4 separate regions of the Mus musculus genome follow, and all the other regions are linked to region 3. Evidence: chromatin contacts called from public Hi-C, HiChIP or PLAC-seq and promoter capture Hi-C data. All regions are on one chromosome and are shown on one strand. Each heading gives the region's core, a stretch centred on a gene start, on an enhancer-like site or on the middle of the called end of the contact. The rest is flanking DNA. Distances are from core to core; before and after follow the strand shown. Region 1 overlaps Enpep (glutamyl aminopeptidase). Region 2 has its middle 31 kb from the start of Gm35787. Region 3 holds the start of Elovl6 (ELOVL family member 6, elongation of long chain fatty acids (yeast)). Region 4 has its middle 22 kb from the start of Enpep.

Evidence for each region. Promoter capture Hi-C pulls out the DNA fragments that hold promoters and counts their contacts. Hi-C and Micro-C count contacts between places; a contact is called where the count stands out from the background. HiChIP or PLAC-seq counts read pairs in DNA pulled down with a chosen protein or histone mark.
Region 1: a contact with region 3 is called in an H3K4me3 HiChIP or PLAC-seq map of pro-B cells, with 7 times the contacts expected there. The contact joins the enhancer-like site here to the promoter of Elovl6 in region 3. A contact is called at or near these places in 21 of 39 promoter capture datasets (the 3T3-L1 cell line, 3T3-L1-derived adipocytes, the C10 cell line and 14 more), 5 of 15 datasets of contacts at CTCF or cohesin (CD8 T cells, embryonic stem cells, large pre-B cells and 2 more), 144 of 484 Hi-C or Micro-C datasets (3T3-L1-derived adipocytes, the 63-12 cell line, B cells and 70 more), 52 of 115 datasets of contacts at active chromatin or transcription factors (the 230-238 cell line, CD8 T cells, DN3 thymocytes and 31 more) and 5 of 9 other capture datasets (adipose tissue, embryonic stem cells, liver and 2 more).
Region 2: a contact with region 3 is called in a Hi-C map of muscle stem cells, with 3 times the contacts expected there. The contact joins the enhancer-like site here to the promoter of Elovl6 in region 3. A contact is called at or near these places in 1 of 484 Hi-C or Micro-C datasets (muscle stem cells), 7 of 115 datasets of contacts at active chromatin or transcription factors (the 230-238 cell line, the SCID.adh cell line, embryonic stem cells and 2 more) and 1 of 9 other capture datasets (liver).
Region 4: a contact with region 3 is called in a promoter capture Hi-C map of pre-B cells. The contact joins the enhancer-like site here to the promoter of Elovl6 in region 3. A contact is called at or near these places in 3 of 39 promoter capture datasets (cranial neural crest, maxillary cranial neural crest and pre-B cells), 1 of 15 datasets of contacts at CTCF or cohesin (large pre-B cells), 8 of 115 datasets of contacts at active chromatin or transcription factors (the 230-238 cell line, embryonic midbrain, embryonic stem cells and 3 more) and 2 of 9 other capture datasets (adipose tissue and liver).

Annotation. Positions count from the first base shown.
Region 1 is chr3:129,305,723-129,310,633 of GRCm38.p6, reverse strand. Enpep (glutamyl aminopeptidase) reads left to right here. Exons shown (of 20, transcript NM_007934.3): 5 at 711-865; 6 at 1,499-1,612. Among named protein-coding and RNA genes, the nearest start is that of Enpep, 25 kb to the left of the region's middle. Within about 2 kb of position 1,988, at least 29 of the 459 cell types and tissues checked have an H3K27ac peak or open chromatin away from gene starts, as enhancers often do. A contact at or near this core is called in the 63-12 cell line, CD8 T cells, Th1 cells and 3 more, where this site is marked.
Region 2 is chr3:129,389,552-129,394,835 of GRCm38.p6, reverse strand. No RefSeq gene overlaps it. Among named protein-coding and RNA genes, the nearest start is that of Gm35787, 31 kb to the left of the region's middle. Within about 2 kb of position 1,480, at least 29 of the 459 cell types and tissues checked have an H3K27ac peak or open chromatin away from gene starts, as enhancers often do. A contact at or near this core is called in muscle stem cells, where this site is marked.
Region 3 is chr3:129,530,314-129,535,320 of GRCm38.p6, reverse strand. Elovl6 (ELOVL family member 6, elongation of long chain fatty acids (yeast)) reads right to left here and starts at 2,935. Exons shown (of 5, transcript NM_130450.2): 1 at 2,826-2,935; 2 at 2,553-2,673. The coding sequence starts at 2,641. It overlaps Gm35986 (predicted gene, 35986), which reads left to right and starts at 2,933. Exons shown (of 3, transcript NR_153368.1): 1 at 2,933-3,064; 2 at 4,157-4,262.
Region 4 is chr3:129,351,897-129,357,015 of GRCm38.p6, reverse strand. No RefSeq gene overlaps it. Among named protein-coding and RNA genes, the nearest start is that of Enpep, 22 kb to the right of the region's middle. Within about 2 kb of position 3,370, at least 10 of the 459 cell types and tissues checked have an H3K27ac peak or open chromatin away from gene starts, as enhancers often do. A contact at or near this core is called in pre-B cells, where this site is marked.

The sequences.
Region 1 (4,911 bases), core at 739-3,238, 220 kb after region 3:
CAATGTTGCTTCCCTTTGTTGGGTGTTATTTCTAAAATCCAGAGAAAATAGGACAGAAATTCCTGTGACCTGGATAAAAAAATAGAGAGAGAAATTGGTCAATTCCATGTCCTTCTAGCTTATTTAAAATACAAAGGAAGATGGCAAAGGGAAGGTGGAGGAAAAGAGGAAAGGGACATTAGATTGGCCGAGAATCAGACTGTCCTTAAATTGTACATCACTCGGGTTTCTAAGTCTGTGTCCTTGACATGCAAGCTGTCTCTCTGAACTCACATGTTCTGTCTTCTCAGTTCTCATTTAAAGGCTTCACTCTTTTTTTTTCCCTAACACTGTATCCCCCAAATAGGTGCTGTTTATAACCAACGTCATAAATAAAAGATGGGGGAAAGTAATAAAAATGAATTACTGTAAAGAGAAGAAAAGACATAAAACCAGAGAGGCTTGGAATAAAAGAGCAGTCATGTAATCCTTCAGAGAAAAGGGAGGGCTAGGGAGGGACGACACACTGAAGTCTGGAGGCTACAGGAACTTCTCCGTGGGAATGTTGAGAGCATTAGGACTGAGTTTGTGCACAAACGATTTCTGCCTCTCACTCTGAAACATTATTTTTAGCCTTAAAAAACAAAGTCAACCAAAGAAGTTAATTTGGTAAGAGACGCTGTGAACAAGTGGAAAGAATGCATTTCTCACCAGACTGTCTTTTTCCACAGATAAAATTGCTATTCCAGATTTTGGCACCGGCGCCATGGAAAATTGGGGACTTGTCACTTACCGAGAAACAAACCTGCTTTACGACCCCCTACTATCGGCCTCATCTAACCAGCAGAGAGTGGCCAGCGTGGTTGCCCACGAACTTGTACACCAGGTAGAGAGGGCCTCCCTGAAACAAATCCACTTGCTTTTTAAAACTGGCCTCTTTCCACAGCAGTAATACAAAGTGTGGATGACTAACGAAGTGAAACAGACCCACTCAGAACATCCCACGTGAAAGCTAGTCTAAGCCTTCACTAATATTTTACTGCACAGAAACTTTCCAGCGGTTCTCAACCTGTGGATGGTCACCCGGTGGGTGTCAAATGACCCTTTCACAGAGGTTACCTAAGACCATCAGAAAGCACAGATATGTCTATTATGATTAATAGCAGTAGCAAAATTAGAGTTACAAAGTAGGAACAAAAAATAATTTTATGGTTGGGGTCACCACAACGTGTGAAACTGCATTAAAGGGTGGCAGCATTAGGAAGGCTGAGAACCACAGTTTTAGACTGTTTTGCATTTAATAAAAACACAAGAGACCTTCCTATAACATTATATATTCCTTAAATTATATTAATAAACTGGAGAATTTAACATTCCTCAAATCAAGATGAAGTGGGAAATACATGTTAGGTACAATACTGATTGCTTCTGTGTCAGTTACAAATCCACGCCATGAAATTTCCTAGCACCTCCCTACTGCGAGAGTAAGCATCTATTTCCCCGTTGCTTTTCATTTCAGTGGTTTGGAAATACTGTGACCATGGACTGGTGGGACGACTTGTGGCTAAATGAAGGATTTGCTTCGTTCTTCGAGTTCTTGGGAGTAAACCACGCAGAAAAAGACTGGCAGATGGTGAGTCCTAACACAATCTGAATCTGTTTCTTCGTGGAAACCCAACTGAAGCCTTTGACAGAGGTCTAGGATCAGTGTCAAATATCCGTTGTGAAGGTAGTCAGAAGCCAGGAGCCAGGAACTTCCCCTGAGCTGCTCTTTGCCAAGAGCCTTTACCTGGTCATTGAGGCAGTAGGGAGCCATAGACAAACACCTGTCTAGATGGGGGATCAGGGCAGAAAGTGTAAGAAACGCCCACCTTGCATTTCCAGGAAGTAGGGTGTCAGCCCTTCCCAAGTCTTATTTTATAAGCTCTTTGACTTGAGCTGGTTGCTGCAAGGCTGTGATGTGGTGAAAACTTAGCAGTTAGGTGCAAGCTCACATCCTAAATGCATCAGCTCTCAGATGCACAGCAGGAAGCCTGGCCACAAGCGAGGTGCACGCTCTTCTCTGGGTCAGCTCTCCCTTTCATGTCCGATGAGAGCATTGTTCAGTATCAAGTAAGCGTTCAAGTTGTCAAACTGTAGGCTTAGTGAACGTTCTCAGTGTGCTCTCAAGGGACCTGGAATAAAACTTTCCAGGATTGCTACAGAATTTTCTTTAGGAAAATTAAGCCTTTTCTGTTTGTATTTAGATCGTGTAAGTATTCGTCTCTGGCTGAATATATGCATGTGTGTTCACTCCATAGATGTGTATACCTATCTCTGTGTAGATGTAGATTACCATGAAGTATGTAGAATACTGCCCTCTACTGGACTAGTTTGTGACATTGAGTAACTTACCTTGTCTGCATCCCTTTAAAAAGAACTGCCTCGTCCAGTTGTTGTAAAGGCGAACAATAAAGTGTATTTAAAGGGCTTAGTCTCCCACGTGAATTTGATAAAGAAATAACAAGACTGCTCAACTTGGAGTTATTTTTATCTTTCTCTGACTTCTGAAAGTATTTTTAAGTGACCTCTAAACTCCAATGCTTCCTAAGTGTCGCTGAAAAGCTACTAAAGGGCAAATTTAAAAATACAGGAGCACACCATCCAACAGAAGTTTAACTTCCCTGGGGCGCAAGAGTCTATAACAGTTTTCCTTTTTCAACTTTAAAACTTTTTTTTTTCCCTGCCTCCTGCCTCTTCCCCCCATCTCCTCACTGTCCCAACTTTTCCTTCTCAATTTTATGTCCTTACAAAACAAACAGCAAACAAACAAATGAAAATACACTCGGGTGTAGGACCAGCTACTGGAACATGGGGTAGACTTTCCAGGGCCACATTCCTGAAGAAAAATGGAACCCTCCCCTGCATAGCTGCCATCAATGGGGGTGGGGCAGCTCCTAAGCTAGGGGTACATAGCATAAGCTCTCCCCAGTCCAAGCTGGGAAGTTTGGTTGACTTGATCTTGTCCCTGTAGTCCCAGCTGCTGATGTAGGTTAAAAAGTTTTAAGAAGCAATTGTTGTAAATCCTACCCCCCCCCCAGGACTCCCCCTCCCCGCTTGAATCCACAGAGATCTGTCTACCTCTGCCTCCAGAGTGCCGAGATGAAAGGAGTGTGCCATCAGCCTGTCCCTTGGGAAATCTATCTTTTACATTAAATACTTGCATCCCCCCTAACCTTCTTTGAAAGGTGAGGGGAACTGCTCTGCAAAGTTGAGTCTTTAAACAATTTACATCAGGGTTTTTCCACCCGGGAACTATTAACATTTGGGGCAATGCTTTGTTTCATGGGCCTCCCTATGCAGTGCACACTAGCCAGTTCCTGTCACACTCTCTACTGCTAGCTCCCCTGTCCCAGTGGTGACAAAGGCTAGGAATAGAGATAAAAATAAACAAGTAAAAATCTTCAGTTGCCGATCATCATGACAGTAAACATTGATGAATTCGTAATTTTTTGAAAATAAACTACACAACGGGTAAATAATTTTGTCTTTTATTTTTTCTATTAAAGTATTTTGGTGACCTCCCTTTATCAAATTCTGATATTAAACTGTAACATTTGAATAGTCAGTTAAACTCCAATTTTGATGTTTCAAAACACCATTAAGCCCAGCTTGGTTGTAAACGCCAGTGAACCCTGCACTTGGGAGATTGAAGCAACAGAATCAAGAGTTCAAGGCTAGCCTGAGATTCTTAGTGAAGCCCTGACTTAGAAAACCAAGGCTGTGGATGTATCTCAGTGATAGAGTATTTTGCTAGCATGGGCAAAGTCCTAGGCTCAATTCTCAGGACCGGGAAGGGGTGGGGGTGGGATTGGTGTATTCTAGAATTTATTACTCACTCTTTTACCCCTCAGTGGAATATAATCACATAAATAGCTGTAATTTGCCCCCCCTCCCTTCTTCCTATTTATTCATCTTGCATTTACCTAAGAGCAGACAATCAAGTCATTTGATAAAAACATTTATTTAGTCCTCACGGAGTTCCCAGTTTACGGCCTTGTGTGGAAAGGAGTCTGGTAAATAAGTTAGAAAGAAAAATCCCATGAATACCTCTGTGACTTACTTCATCAGTGACAACTTTTTGCTTGAAGAAGATAATAACACTCCCCAATGATGTGAGAGGCAGGGTACATTCAGAAAAACACGGGTTTTTCTTCTCACTTAAACCTCTTGACATGCAAACCGAACCAACCAACCCACCCAACAAACAAAATTCAAGTCAAACTGTGATTGTGGGCATCATCCAACCACAGAACCTTGTCTATTATGAAGGGCAACCATGACACTGGGAAATATAAGTTAACATGACAAGCACCCTTTTTGGAAATATTTTAAGCTAGTAGAAGAACTAAAGTGTTGATGTTTTTTGTTTTTTTGTTTTTTTTTTTTAATTAGTACTAGTTTAACAGGGTGAGTTTGCAGAATCTTCATCCATATGAATCAAAGTAACAATGACAGACAATTTGCAGAGTTCCCCTGCGTACCCAGTACTATGTATCAAGTGCTGCACATGAACTGGAGTTTTGAGTCCTGTGCACAAGTCCAAAGAGGAGGGGCTCTCACTGCTAGTGACCAGGGATCTAGTTTAAGTTATGAATCAAGAAGAGAGAAAGACTGTGCTCTCAGCCAAGGAAGCCCAACCATACTGTGAGGATCATAGCCATGCCTCTCGACTGAGAAAACCTATGGCCAAATCACAATTGATCCCTAGAACTAAAGAATGAGCAAGGGCTTTCTTTGATTGATTAGAAACTGTTCACATTCCAAGGACAAGTAACCGGAAACAACATCTTTGGCCAATTGAGTCTCTACGTCGGTCAATGTTCATGGTGACCCCCAAGAGGGGACATCAGGTTTGGTGCAGTTTAAAGTGCGGAGCAGTGAGAATTACAG
Region 2 (5,284 bases), core at 231-2,730, 140 kb after region 3:
CATGTGTCCTTCTTACCAGTTGGGGCATCTTCTGGATATATGCCCAGGAGAGGTATTGCTGGATCCTCCGGTAGTACTATGTCCAATTTTCTGAGGAACCGCCAGACTGATTTCCAGAGTGGTTGTACACGCCCTCAGAAGTCTTAAGAGCACCCCCCAAACTTCCTGTAACAGGAGGTTCAAACCACAAGCCTGGCCAAGGGAAAAAGGATAGGAGGGGTCTTTATACCCCTTTGAGACTTCTTGTTTATAGTAATCAAATCCATTTTTAAAAAGATTTATTTATTTATTATATGTACATACACTGTAGCTGTCTTCAGACACACCAGAAGAGGGCAACAGATCTCATTACAGGTGGTTGTGAGCCACATGTGGTTGCTGGAATTTGAACTCAGGACCTCCGTAAGGGCAGTCAGTGCTCTCTCTTGACTGCTGAGCTATCTCTCCAGTCCTCCCAAATCCATTTTTTTATTGACATTGAAGTAAACCTGTTATTTATACACAGGAAAAGAAAACAGAAGCACTTGACAGAAATGGCGAAGCCTACCTCCCATTTGGTCCTAGGCTTTCCTCTGGGTCCTTTATATGCAGAGTGGTCTAGTTCTACTCTCTGACCAAGGTGTTTGTACTGGCTGGTTTTGTGTCAACTTGACACAGCTGGAGTTATCACAGAGAAAGGAGCTTCAGTTGAGGAAATGCCTCCATGAGATCCAACTGTAAGTCATTTTCTCAATTAGTGATCAAGGGGGAAAGGCCCTTTGTGGGTGGGACCATCTCTGGGCTGGTAGTCTTGGGTTCTATAAGAGAGCAGGCTGAGCAAGCCAGGGGAGGCAAGCCAGTAAAGAACATCCCTCAATGGCCTCTGCATCAGCTCCTGCTCCCTGGCCTGCTTGAGTTCCAGTCCTGACTTCTTTCAGTGATGAACAGCAATGCGGAAATGTAAGCCAAATAAACCCTTTCCTCCCCAACTTGCTCCTTGGTCATGATGTTTGTGCAGGAATAGAGACCCTAAGACAATGTTGCTTTCTCCCCATTGTGTGAGATGTAACTGACGTCCCTGAGAGGCTAATAAATGTCCTTCAGGTCTTACAGAGTAGAGTCGGGATCCAGTCCCTGGCTTGATTTCAAAGTCCATGCTCTTCCCACCACAGCCCCACAATGTCCCCTTCTTGTTAGGGAGGAAAACACAGATGTGTGGGGCTGTGGGTATAGGGGAAGAGGGGGGAGGGAGAGAGCCCGTGTCTGACCAGAGTTCCTGTGCTCTGGGCAGGCGAACTCAGGAGGACTGCTGGACGCTTTTCCCCGGTGGGCATCTGGCTGTATGAAGTCACTGGACCCCACTTGATGGGGGGTGGACAAGGGGCAGCCCCCGATACCAGGGTTCCCGGGGTGACACTCTCGGCCCCAGAGATATGGGAGAGAGGGCAAGGGGAAAGGTTCCCACGCAGACGAGAGTTCTTAGTTTCGGTTTGTGGCTGGACACGGAAAGCCTTCTGAGGGGAGGTTAGACACGGCTCATTAGGAGAAAGCCTAGCTGATCATCCAAGCACAGTGGACCTTGACGAACAGAGACAGTCTATAATTTTAGAGCTGTATTGTAGAAAGGCAGGGAGAACGGAGAGAAGGTGGGGGGGGGGGGGGAGTGACCATGGCCAAGAGAAGGGAAGGGGAAACGAGAGAGAGAAAGAAGAAAGGCTAGAGAAGAGTAAGAGGTTAGAAAGAGAGAGCGAGGAGAGAGAGTAAGGGGGAGAGTAAGGGGGAGAGTAAGGGGGAAAGTAAAAGCTTAAGAGAGCGAGGAGGGGCCAAGCAGCCCCTCATATAGTGGTCTTGCTGTTGCTAGGTAACTGGGAGGCGTCTAGCCTGAAGGTCCAGGAGACATGAGGGAACATCTTCTGTCCCATGTAGGTGGGAATTACCATCACGGGTTCTACCGGGGTTCAGACCTCAACTCGACTGGAGATCAGCCTGTCTGTGAATAGCCCATTGCCCCACACAGATGTAAAATTCTCAACAGTGTCTGCAGGGGCTTTGCTCATTTCCCTTTGATCAGTTCTATCGTCCAGCAAGTGGGTAGCCGCACCCATTCCCTGACCTGTCTCCAGTCTGCAGCTGGTGGACCCCTCCAGCTCCATCCCCACTCTCCAACTCCGTCCCCACTCTCTACTGTCTCTACTTTTCACCTCAGCACTCCATCTTGTGGGAAAACTGCACTGAGAGTGAGCTGCCCACCCTGGGGCCAAGCTCCTTCTATTGATGCGGCATTTCCCAACCTTCAGCAAAATGGAGGGTCGAGCATTTGCTTGTGCCTGTTAGAAAACGACAGTTTGATCGGGTATATTTTTAAAGGGCACACGGATTTTAAGGAGCAGAAAGAGCATTAGAATCTCCACCTTGTCACTTGTTAACACATTTCACATTTCGTTCTTTGTGGCCAAACTGCCCTTCCAAGCCTCCCTTCTGTGCTGTCAGCCCACTTGCCTGTGAATAGCTCTGTGGCCCCTTTCCCAGAAAACGTCAGACTGTCATTTTGACGTACAAGGTAAGGAAATGACCTTTCCCCAATTAGCTCATTCATTTAACATTGTCGGGATGATGTTTAGCCAAGCTATTTGCTGCCCCTCTTCAGGTCACTGTATAGCTAGGTCCAAACGTGTATAAAATTCTTGACTCACTTTGAAAAACCCTATCTATCATGAAGTTTTCTGGATTCCTCAGCTTAGGGAGTCCTGACTAACCCTTCTCTCCTCAAACTAAACCATGTCTCTTGCCCGGAGGAAGCTGTCCAGCTAGCACAGCTGTGACCCCTGGGAACAAAAGCTCTTTTAAGATGGGCTACTGGCAAAACAGTGATTGAAGCTATCATCCCCATCTCACACCAAAGTGGATCCCAGGGAGGATGACATGTTGCAATCAAGCATTCCTGACCAAAATATAGGGGAACAGTCACTGGCCTTCTGAGTGAAGGAAGACTTTATAAGTTAAGAAGAAAGAAGAAAGGGAGAGAGAGAGAGGGAGAGAGAGAGAGAGAGAGAGAGAGAGAGAGAGAGAGAGAGAGAGGAAGAAAGCCAAAATATTCTCAAAGGAATATAGCAATTGGCTTGAGAAGCAAGCATGGGAAAACTGTCTTCACCAAAATTTGTAGATAAAATTAGAACTCAACAACGGAGAAGAGGCTAAAAGGAAATAAAAGTGAACTTTAAGAAGAGTTGTTCTCAATGTGTGGGGTCTCGACCTCCTTGGGGGTTGAATCACCCTTTCCTGGGTGATATCAGATATCTTGCTTAGCAGATATTATTTGCATTATGACTCATAACAGTAGCAAAATTACAGTTATGAAGTAGCAACAAAAGTAATTTTATGGTCGGTGGTCACCACAACATGAGGAACTGTACTGAAGGATCGAAGCATTAGGAAGGCTGAGAACCACAGCTCTAGACAGTTCTAGGGCCTTGGGAATGCTGGGTGGTACTGTGTCCTGATTTGAGTCTGGTTACATGCTCTATAACACTGCTCAGTGAACCATACACACTTTATGTTTACATATGTAGATACATGTATGTACACAGAGTTAATAAAAAGTCATGGGTGGGGGATGAAATGATGCTTACTGAAAGATGCCCTGCGTAATGCATAAAGTCCTGGGCTCAAAACCGAGCGCCCAGAGTACAAAGGAGTCAAACGCCAATAGGTAAGAATGACAGACAAATGGGAACTTGTCCTAAATGACTTTTCAAAGACAATCGACCAGGCAAAGCAAGCACAGTAACAATATTTTCTTTCTCTGACCATTTTCTCTCTCTCTCTCTCTCTCTCTCTCTCTCTCTCTCTCTCTCTCTCTCTCTCTCTCCCTCTCTCCCTCTCTCCCTCTTTCCCTCTCTCTCCCAAACATAACAAAATAAAATACAATAAGATGAAGCAAAAACCTATCATATCAAAGTTGGAAAAGGCAACCCAACAGAAGGAAAAGAGTCCCAAGGCACAAGATTCAGACACCCACTCATTCTCCCTCTCAGGAGACCCATAAAAATACTAAGCTAAAAGATGCGATAAGTACACAGGCCCTGTGCTTGCTGCTTCAGTGTCTGTGAGCTCACATGCGCCTTGCTTAGTTGACTCAGAGGGCTGTGTTCTATTGGTGTGCTCCATCTGCTCTGGCTCGTATACTCTTCTGCAGGGTTCCCAGAGCTATGAGGGGAGGGATTTGGTGGAGACATCTATTATGGGTCTCTGCATCTGCTGCCATCTGCTACCCAAGGAAGATTCTCTGACCCTTAGGAGTGATTTTATTCACACACACGCACACGCACATACACGTGCTCGCACGCGCGCGCGCATACATACACACACACACACACACACACACACACACACACACACACACACACACAAATTGTAGACCAGTAATATTTAGTTTTACCCTAGGTCTCTGATTTATCTAGTCTGGTTCTTGGTCACCCAAGCAGTGACAAGTACTGAAGTACTGTTATGAATCACAATGTAAGTATCCATGTTCTCATATGATCTTAGGTGACCCCAAAGGGTTTGTGGCCCATAGGCTGAGAACCACTGCCCTGTCATAACTCGCAGGCAGGACAAATTGTAGGTCAAAGATTTTGTGGCTGGGATGGTGTTTACATTTCTCTTTTGGTAGCGTGCAGAGTACCTTCCCACAACAAAATACTGGAGTGTGGGGATGATGGCTCTGTGTAAACACTAGCTAATCATCTCTGTGTTCAGTGAATTGTGTAGGTGTTGTCTTTGGCAATGGGTCCCCGCTGTCTACAGAGAGCAATCCTTTGTCTTAGCAACAGCCTGGGTTGTTTGGGGATTTCCATCCGACCCACTTGATCAATAACTCAATTGACTAGAGCCCAGTTCCAGTTCTGGAATGCTCATTTGGTAGCAAGCGATGGCCAGTTGGGACTCTGTGTCCCCATTTATTAGGGGAACCTTATGGGTATGACCTTCATAGGAGGTTTCCATTTGCACTAGATATCCATATCACCCATCAAATGTCCCTCACTTCACACACCATAGTATTAACAACTTTACTCAGCTTTGATAACCTGATAGGTTATAATGAACATTTCTGTAATTTTGTGTAAAGACCAAGTATTCACCAAAAAAAAGGGTAACCTTACATTTAAAAAACAAACAAGCAAGCAAACAAACAAACCACAAAAAAGATGGCTGTGCGGGGTGGGTAGGTAGGAGGCAGCATTATTGCATTGACCCTAAAGGAGGAAGTAGCTTTAAGGGCACAGCAATGGCGTGAACGCCATGA
Region 3 (5,007 bases), core at 1,686-4,185:
GAGCCCCTCAACTCCCCTCGCAAGAGGGTATATATAAGCCTTTATGATGGGATTCCTGTCTAATGACATGAGAAGAGAACCTTCATTACGACCAAGACATTTTGGTTGCGGAGAGCGGGTGGGAAAGTTCTGAAATCAGGCTCCAAGAGAACTAGAATCGTGAAGTGAAAAGGGACAGTGGCTAAGATCAGCACGGACGAGATGTAATAAGCTTATCCACTGTAATAAGCTATCCAAAACTATAAAGCCAACGATCAAAAGACGGGAAGAACATCCATTCTACAGTGTGACTAGAACAGCGTTCAAAACGCAAGCCAAGCATGCTGAATCCAGACACGGATATGAGCAGGTTGTGTTGGCGGTCAAATGAGCGTTTTAATCGCTGGACCTTGTAAGCATCTGCCTTGTACAAAGTAAGATTTTGCAAAATGCTTTGCAAAATCAAGACCAGAAAAAAAAAAAAAAAAAGACCAGAAAAGGTTCATCACATCAGCCCACGATGTGCTAGGAGCCACCTTTAAAATAAGAAATAAGGAAAATAAGATAATGAAAATACATTGTCAGGAAGAACATAAGTACTGTTCAGGAGTTAATAGTGGCCAAAGAATAACAAGGGAAAAGAAATTCATGGATTTGGGATATTTTCAGTCCCACGAGGACCAAGGACCTGTCTAGTTCTGACAGAGTGAAAGTCACTTAACTGAGTGTCTGGAGAAAGAGGCGGGAAATGGTCCTGGGGTACCTTAGGAAAAGGGGGTGGGGTGGGGTGGGCAACAAACAGCATGCACTAGGGTGGTGCAGCAGCAGGGCAGACTGAGTGCCATGCGCCTGCAGAGGCTAGGAATGCCTGCTCCGGAATGACAGGCCCAACCGGGATGCAGCAAGCTAGAGACGCGAGCTGCGGGCTACTGGAGGAGGAAGGCAGGAAGGCAGGCTAGAGCCCTGCAAGGGACGGTGACAAATGGTCTCAGAGAAGATCGGAGCCCTAGGTTGGCAGGTTGAGCTCGGGTCACAGCCCCCCCTCCCCCCCAAGCCCCTAACGGGAGGAAGTGCACCGCTAGGACCCCCCGAACGCCAGCCCGAGGGGGCTGGGCTTCCTGCAGCGCTCGGGCCTCCCTATGGCCTCCCCCTTACGGGGCGATCCAGACTCCCCGGGGGTGTAATCGCGCTCGGGACCCAGGCCCGCGTCCTCGGTGTCCAGGAGCACGCCGGCGACCGCACCAGGCTGGCTCTGGGGCTCAGGGCCTCCAGGCAGCCGCCATGCCGCGGCCCGAACTCGCGCGCCCCGGAGTCTCGGCTCCGCCCGGCCGCCGCCGTAAACCGCCCAAGGGCCCAGCTCGCAAGCTGAAGGCCAAGGGTGGGCGCGCTCCCCGCGGGCGAGAAGGGGCGGGAGCAGCAAGCCCGGGATCGGGCTGGAGAAGGCGAACCCCCGGCGGCTGCCACCACCCGCTCCAGCCCGGGAGCGCCGGCGTCTCCGGTTTCCCATTGATGAATGGAGGGAGGGAAGGCAGGTCGCGAGCGCCCTCGCACGCGGCAGCGGAACCTCCCGGAGCCCGGAAGCCCCCCGAGGGCCGGCCGCGGCGCAGAGGGGGTGGGGTGGGGGTGGGGAGATCGAGGGGGCTCGCACTAAACCGGAGGGAAACATCTCCAACCACAGCACGGTCTACGGGAAGGAGGGAGCTCCCTTCTTAAAATACTGCAAGGTGACACCGGATCGCCTCCCACACGGGGATTTTTCAGAAGACTGACCGGAGGAACTCAGTAAACAAGATGTTTTCCCGGATTCGAAGTTCTGGGGAAAGACCTCCGAGACTGCCCTGGCAGGAGCCTTCCAGTACTTAAACTGCTGCTCCACGCGGAGAAGCGTGTCCAAAAGGCGTTTCCTTTACACAGAAACTTAATAATGGCGTGGCTCCACTTGCTCGGGTTCATTCATTTTTATTGCAGTTTTCATTGTCCCCTCCTCCCCGATGTCTTTATGAAACCGGAAAGTAATCTGAGTGGGGAAGGGGTCCTGGACCCTGGGCATCTACGGCTGGAGGCGGCAGTCAAGGGAGGGCAGTAAAGTGGAAGAACTACAAGGAGAAAGGAAGGACACGAGGGATGGGGAGAGGGAAAGGACCAGAGAGAGGCGGGCTGAAGAGGGTTAAAGGGAGCGGAGACCGGGTCCTCCCTCCACTGCCTTGCACGCTCCAGTTGCGGGAGGCCAAGCAGAACCCCCAAATCTAAGCGAAAGCAGGGAGACAACACAGGTGGGATAGCTGGATTGTAACATGCCTCTGTCTCCCGTATATTATTACAGGTACACATATTATATGTTCTATGTTATATAATCTACACAAAGATGCCCGCGTGGCCGCGGCTCACACAGAGCACCCCCCAAACCGCACGCTTCCATGCAGCTTCAGAGTCTCCTGCAGACATGAGACCCTGGAACTCCGCGATCTGCTGGCTACTGCCGGCAATCCATCCGTCGCTCCGCTCACGCTCAGACCAGGAATACCGACATTAATGCACTCCCGGGAATAGTATCTCGCGAAAGCATCACCTACCAGTTTTCCTGCATCCATTGGATGGCTTCGTTCTCGTTGAACTGCTTTTCGAATTCATATTCTTGTAAAGTCAACACTGACATGTTCATTGGGGCTGATCTTCGGAGTCGCTACGTGTTCTCTATACAAAATAAAAAAATCTGTAAAGAGCCTTTTATTTTGAGTGCTCTCCTGTCTGCTTCCCCCTCCCACCCCCCTAGGTATTGCCCCGCCGTCAGTCTCCTGGCCGATCTCTCTCCCAGCCTCTCAGCTACATCCAGGGTTGAGCATTGCCTGCGCCTCTGCTCCCAGCTCCTAGCTCAGGGGCTCTCCTCCCAGCGTCCGCATCCACCGTAGGAGGAAATGAATGCCTTGCGGTCTTAGTGCCCGCACGTTTGTCCATCACGCTTTTTACTCGTCTACAGGGAAATCTCCTCCCCCTCGTGCGATCGGGAAAATTAACCCTTTGCGCGAGAGGGCGCAGAAGAGCAAGACCTCCCATCGCCCTGGGGGATAGTTTTGTTTACAAGAAGGTGGTTGGTGGACTGGGGGAGGGGAGGGAAGGGCGCCAAGAGGGAGGAAGTGGCCTTGAGGTCATACTCAAGCCCATTCGCCACCTCTTGGGCCTCCCTGCCTGGCCTTTGAATGAAGTTTCAGAGTGAGAGGCGCAGCCCTGAGGCGCGTGGACCTGAAAGCTTGGCGAGTAAACAATTGGGAAATAGTAAAATCTGCCAGGTTCTCTGGCATGAGAACTCCAGGCAAATAAATGTGAGGATCACGTCTTGCGATCTAGTCTCCTCACTACCTCGATCCCGCAGCACCCTCTGAGACCACCTCCACCGGGCAGCTTGGGCGCGGATTTACCTTGACCTTAGGGCCAGGTAGCCTTCGGAACTAAGACCACGTGCAGACAGGATGCTGAGGATGAGGACCTGGGAAGTCAAGGTTGACTAGGAGGCAGAAGTTAGGTAGAGGGTTTGGCTACCAGGAGGGGATATTAATGAACAAAGGAAGGGAATTTGGCATACAGAATTAGGCCTACTGATCTAAATACCAAAACTTTATCTATCTGCTTTACTTTAGTTCTGCCTTATTCTTGTGAAATTAGGAAGAAAAGATTAATGTAGGAGAGGGATTTATGTAATGCTAATCCTCCCCCTGGGCTACCAGCTCACAGCAACCATTCCCAAATACTCCTTATTTTTCTGGAGGATGGTATTTTCTAGTCCTAAAAGGAAGAAGGAAGTAAGAGACAATAAGGTACCTAATAATATAATATTTAGATCCAACAAAAGATACTGATCAACACTTATTAGTTTGTTTGTTTGTTTTTTAAATGTTTGTGATTTTCAAGATTGGGTTTTTTTGTTTGTTTGGTTTGGGTTTTTTAGGTGCTTTTGGCTTTTCGAGACATGATTTTTCTGTGTAGCCCTTGTTGCCCTGGAACTGGCTCTGTAAACCAGGCTGGTCTCAGACTCAGAGATCTGCCTGCCTCTGCCTCACTCACAAGTTCTGGGACTAAGGTTCGGGCCACCACAGCCCAGCTAAGAACCTATTAGTTTAAAGATGTACATTAGGACCAGAGAGAAAATACCCTCTAAGATGTTCATTTCCTCACCTACCAGCCAACTAAAATGAGGCGAGGGCATTTCATGCAGTCAGATCATCTCAGGAAGACACTGGAGGCTGAGGCGGGAAGACTGGTGCTAGTAAAATTGCCAGAAATTTGAGGTGAGTCTGAATTTCACAGTGACATCCTTGCTTCCCCTGCCCCCCAAGTCTTAAAAGGGTGGGGTATGTCCTTAATTGGGGGGTGGGTATGTCCTTAATCCTAATACACTCTGGAGTCAGAAGCATGTGGATTTTTGTGAGTTTGAGATTAGCCTGGTCTAGTAACAAGATCCAGGTCAGCCAAGGAGATAGAATGACACCCTGGGTTTTTAATGTCATTTGTTTTTGTTTTTGTTTGGGTTTTTTATTTGTTTTTGTTTTTTGATTCTCTGTGTATCCCTGGCCATCCTGGAAATTGCACAGTAGAGCAATAGATCAATCAGTGTGGCCTCCAACTCATAGCTCTCCTTGCCCCTGCCTCCCTTGTGCTGGAATGAAAGAGGTATTGCCACCACATTGTGAAAATGGCTTGGCATGAGGACCTGAGTTCAGAGTCCCAGAACCTCTGAGGCTGAGACGGGGAACTCCTCCTGTGTATTTTCATTTTTGGAGACCAGGTATCTTTTATATCTTACGCTGGCTAGAAATGGCTCTGTGAGCCAGGTGGTGGTGCTGCGCGCCTTTAATCCCAGCACTCGGGAGGCAGAGGCAGGCGGATCTACATGAGTCTAAGGCTAGCCTGAAATAACAAACCTGAAATAGGAGCTTGGAGATGAGTAAGAGACCTTGTCTTTAAAATGAAGATGGAGACATCTCGAGAATGACACATTCCATTACAGCTCTGGCCTCCTCGTGCACCTGCTCA
Region 4 (5,119 bases), core at 2,121-4,620, 180 kb after region 3:
GTTGTGAGTGTGTGTCCACACATATGTGTTTGTGTGTGTGCATGTGTGTGTGTTCATGTATGTGTGTCTTTGCACTTGAGCACTAGCATGCCCATTCACACATGCTTAAACCAAACTTGGCACACTTACCACAGAGCTGGAGAAAAGCATGCTCATTTTAGAATCACGTGTAAACTCAAGGATAACGTACTAACACAATAGACAATAGTGCGGCCCTTCATAATTATAGACTCAGATTTTGCTAGTGTTGTGTTAAAATAGTATAAAACATCCTCTAGAAATAAAAATTGTGTGTATACGAATTTGTGTGAGAATGAGTGATTTGTAAAAGTGAGTATGTGTGTGTGAGAGAGTATGTATGTAATTGTGCATGTGAGAGTGTATGTGTGTATGTGAGTGTGTGTGCGTGTGTGGTCTTCTCAGCTGACACTTTTCTTTATTTCTAATTTTCAATTCGTGATGTTCATTGTTCAACTTGACTTTGAGATGCCATGTTAAATGTGCTAAGGGTTCAGGCTTTCAAGGGCCTGTCAGGATTCATCGGCTGAGCCCGTGCTTCTCTCTGAACACACGCTTCTCCCTTCTCTGTAGACCACAGGGGTCACCATCACCCCCCCTGCTATGATTCCCATCTCTGTAACTCCTGCCTCTGCAGTTCTGGATTATGATGACTGCACCTTGGAATGCATTTCTGAGCGCTGACACTCTTGGTTGTACTGTTCGATATGCTTCCAACCATTGCCAGTTCTGATAAAGACAAGGTACCTAAAAAGTCCCGTAAAAGGAGTTGTAAGGACATTTCACCGTACACTACAGCAATGCCGTGAAGCACTGTTTTCTCATTGCTGTGCATTTTTATTGTCCTTGTATAGGTGAGTATGCATAGGTATACACTGGAACAGATAAACTTAATTCATACGCTTTTATTTTCCAGCAGCTTTAAGGTCACAGAAATGTTGATGATACTAGCTGTGGTAGTGAATGCCTGGAATCCCAGCTACTCATAAGATGGAGACAGATCATAAGTTCAAGGCCTTCCATGGTTCCGTAGTGAGTTTGAGCCTAGCTTGGCTTATAGAAGGCTCTGTCTTCAAATAAAAATAATTAAAAGGGTCAGGGATGTATCTAGATGGTAAGTGCTTGTTTAGTACTTGTTAAATGGCCCTGGGTTCCATAGTCAGCACATTAGGAAAGTACAAAGAGTGTCTACATACTCTTTATCTTCCCTCCCATCTTGCTCCCTACCATCACACAGAATTACAACACTTGTTATAAAAGATGAGCTGGAATCGGCACATTATTAACTGAAGTCCGAAGTTTACATCAAGGTTTGTCTTTGGTAAGAGCTCTGTTTGAATGAGTATACTGTGACACGCACGAAACACTATAGTATCAACTATCTTTCTAAAAATCCTGTGCTCCACAATTGGCCCCTCCTTCCCCTCCCTTGAATTCCCAGAAACCACCAATCTGTCTACTGTCCCCATAGTTTTTTTCCCAGTATCTTGTAATTAAATGGTATTTAACCTTCCTGGTTACCTTACTCCCTTTCACCACACCTTAGTACCTATTGCTAGCACAAAAAATCATGACCAACGCAACTTACAAAAGAAAGCATCTAGCCTGAGACCTACAGATCCAGACAGTTGGAGCTCATGAGCATCATGGTGGGGAGCAAGCAGGCAGGCATGGCACTGGGGCAGTAGCTGAGAGCTTTACATCTAGATCCATAAGTGCAAGGTAGAGAGAGCTAGCTGAGAAAGACATGTGCTCTTGAAAGATCAAAGCCCACCTCCCATGGACACACCTCCTCCAGCAATGCCACACCTCCTACTCATTCCCAAATAGTTCCACCCACTGGTGGCCAAGTGTTCACAATATATGAGTATGGGACCCATTCTCATTCTGCTACATCTACTCCAGTAGTGACAAGCACAACAGGCCCCAAAAACCTGGGCGCTGTCCCGAGGCAAAAAGTTCATGGAAACTTAGTCTCCTGGAATTGTGGCATCCTGTATAAAGAATGCTCCAATGTCCTTGCTTTAGTTGGTAAATGAATCTGTGTGCTTTCCCTTAATATTGCTTTATTACAAGTGCTAATAAGGATTGATATTTTGACATATAGCTAAGTTAGATTCTAGGCAGTCCTTGATCTGACCTTGGGCATGTATAGCTAAGTCACTGCTCTACACAGAAATTTACCATTATCTAGGAAGAAGGAAGTTTGTGACCTAAAGAGGAACCAGAGTAGATACTTAGAACTATAGATAGCTGAGTTCTACCCATACACAGGAATTTACAATGGCCTAGGGGAAAGGTGGACTATACAATAGATTGGAGTAGGAACTATCTTCGTGCCTTCCTGGCTTCTAAGATTAAGTGGATCTTAGATGGAGCTGTTTTTGATCCCAGTTGTTAACATTCAATTTTATCTCAGTTGGTTCCTGCCAATCCTTCTGTGTTTGCATTCCTCTGTTTTGTGTAAGCATCCAGTAACCTCTTTGTACCTTGCTGATGTGTCACCCAACTTCCCTATTTTCTTCTGTATAAAAAGTTTGATGCTCAATTTGACAAATTACATTCAGATCCACACTCCCTCGTGTCCAGTCTGTCTGTCAATTCCTGCCGAGTCCTTGTCCACCTGCAACCAGAGACCCATTCCACACAGACAGGGACCAAAGAGGGTCTGCGGCAGTGTCCACCTTTAATCCCAGCAGAGGCAGATAGCAGGTGGTTTTCCGTGGGTTTGTGGCCACCCTGGTCTACATAGCAAGTTTCATTTAGGCTAGCCAGGGCTACATGTTGAGATTCTGTTCAGGAAAAAAAAAAAAAAAAAGCAATCTCAGAAGAAGAAAAAAAAGTTGTAGAGTTGAGCAATATTTACATATTCATTTTGAAAACTGCAAAGCAAATATCAAGAAGTTTCAATGGGATTTGAAGTGGAAGTTTTAGTTGGCAATAGTTTCCAAAGAAACTACTTCAGGACTATTCCTATTTTATTTTCACACTTGCCTCGAGGAACCTTTGAGCAGAAAAGGAGACAAGAAGCCTGTCTGTACCTACCTTCTACTGTCTCTCGGGAGCAATCAAGTTTCACTGTCATGCCCACTTCGACAGGAAGAGAGGACTCCACTAGGCTCCTTCCTTTGATATGTCCAGAATTGTCCAGAATCTTCCAGAATGTTTGTCATGGAGGAGTATATCTGTTTGCTTTGGCTTTGCAGCTGGAGTCAGAACTTGTCCTTCCCTGAGAGGAATGGACCCCATCATTCCATGACCACCCTCCAAGAAACTGGCTGTATAGGACTGCCTCCACCTGCTGTTGCAGCTGAGCCCCTCACTGTGTGAGGAAACTGCCTTTACCACAGATGGCCCTGGCTGCTGCAGACTCCAGACTGGTGCTTCAAGGGTGAAGAACAGAAATTTACCACCACAGTCAAGAATGTCAGAAATAGAATAGGACTGAAAGTCCAGTGACAGTCCCACTGTCACTCACACAGCACTCTACACTCAGAGTGACCCATCCCATCACCATAAATGACTGACTAATTTGTGAAGGAGTCTAATGTCTTTCTGCTACTTCATCAGTCCAGATTCACAGTTCTCTTGGCTCAGAGTCTCAGAGTAAGAGTCAGTCCACCAATTCTCTCCCTCTCTCTCTCTCCCTCTCCCTCTCTCTCTCTCTCCCTCTCCCTCTCTCCCTCTCTCCCTCTCTCCCTCTCCCTCTCTCCCTCTCTCCCTCTCTCCCTCTCTCCCTCTCTCCCTCTCTCCCTCTCCCTCTCTCCCTCTCTCCCCCTCCCCCTCTCCCTCTCCCCCTCCCCTCCCCCTCTCCCTCTCCCCCTCCCCCTCTCCCTCCCCCTCCCCCTCTCCCTCTCCCTCTCCCTCTCCCTCTCCCTCTCTCCTGGGAAAAGAGCCTTATATTATACTAGTGAGGGTTCTCTAGAGGGACAGAACCAACATTACAAAGGAGATTTGTTAGTTAAGCTTCCATGACACAGGCAGGGTAGGCCAACGATGGCCATCTACATGCTGAAGAGCTGAGAACCCTGAAGTTGCTCATTCCATGAGCCTGGATGCCTCCGGATTCAGAATCAGTCACTGAAGATCTGGAGGATTCCCGGAGAACTATGAGTCTTCAGTCCCTAGGGAAGACTGAAGGGGCTAGGTTCTAATGTTAGCAAAAAGATGGAAGCAGAGGCAACAACACAATGGCTGCCCTCAGCCTCAGGCAGGGGAAGTGCATTGGCAAAGGCATCACTCCTTTCTCCTCAGTCCTTCTACATCTGGTGCCACCTATACTGAGAGACAGTGTATAAGAGGTGGTTCTGATGCCGTGATTGGGAATTTGCGTGTGAGCAGTGAAGGTCCAGTTCCCCACTGGTTCTTGATTGGTCAATAAAAATACTAGCAGCCAATGGGCTGGACAGAATAGGTGTGACTTTCAGTTTTCCCGAAGGCAGGCTAGCAGACTTGGGGGGCAAAGAGAGTCACCATGCTTTGGAGGGAGAAAAAGCCACCAGCCATGTGAGATCTAGGGTGGAGTGGCCATTGGCCGCTTCCCTGACTGGGCCTGGGTTAGCAGGGAGGAGATTAGAAACATAACTAAGCTGAGGGCAGATTTAGGGTGCTGAACTGGGAGTGAAAAAGCGGATGCAGTAGCTGAGGAAGCCACTGAGCTAAAGCATATAAAAATAAGCTAGTTGGTGTGTGTGTGTGTGTGTGTGTGTGTGTGTGTGTGTGTGTCTGTCTGTCTGTCTGTCTGTCTGTCTTTCATCCACAGATCTAAGGGAACCTGGGTGAGGCTGGTAGCATGGTTCACTCAGAGCTTAAAGTGGGCGTAGTAAAAACTACACACTGCAGTGGTGTCTTATATTTCATTGCTGTGAAGAGATACCATGACCAAAACAACTTATAGAAGAAAGAGTTTATTGGAAGCTTAGAGTTTCAGGGTGTGAGTCTATGACCATCATTGCAGAGAGCGTGGCAGCAGGCAGGCAGTTACGGTGCTGGAGCAGCAGCTTTACATTGGTCCTTACCTGAGTGTGATTTTAGTTGTCTTATATTAATTAGGTTATATCAAAACTGCAGTAGAGCACTACAATCCTTGTGTTCTTATGGA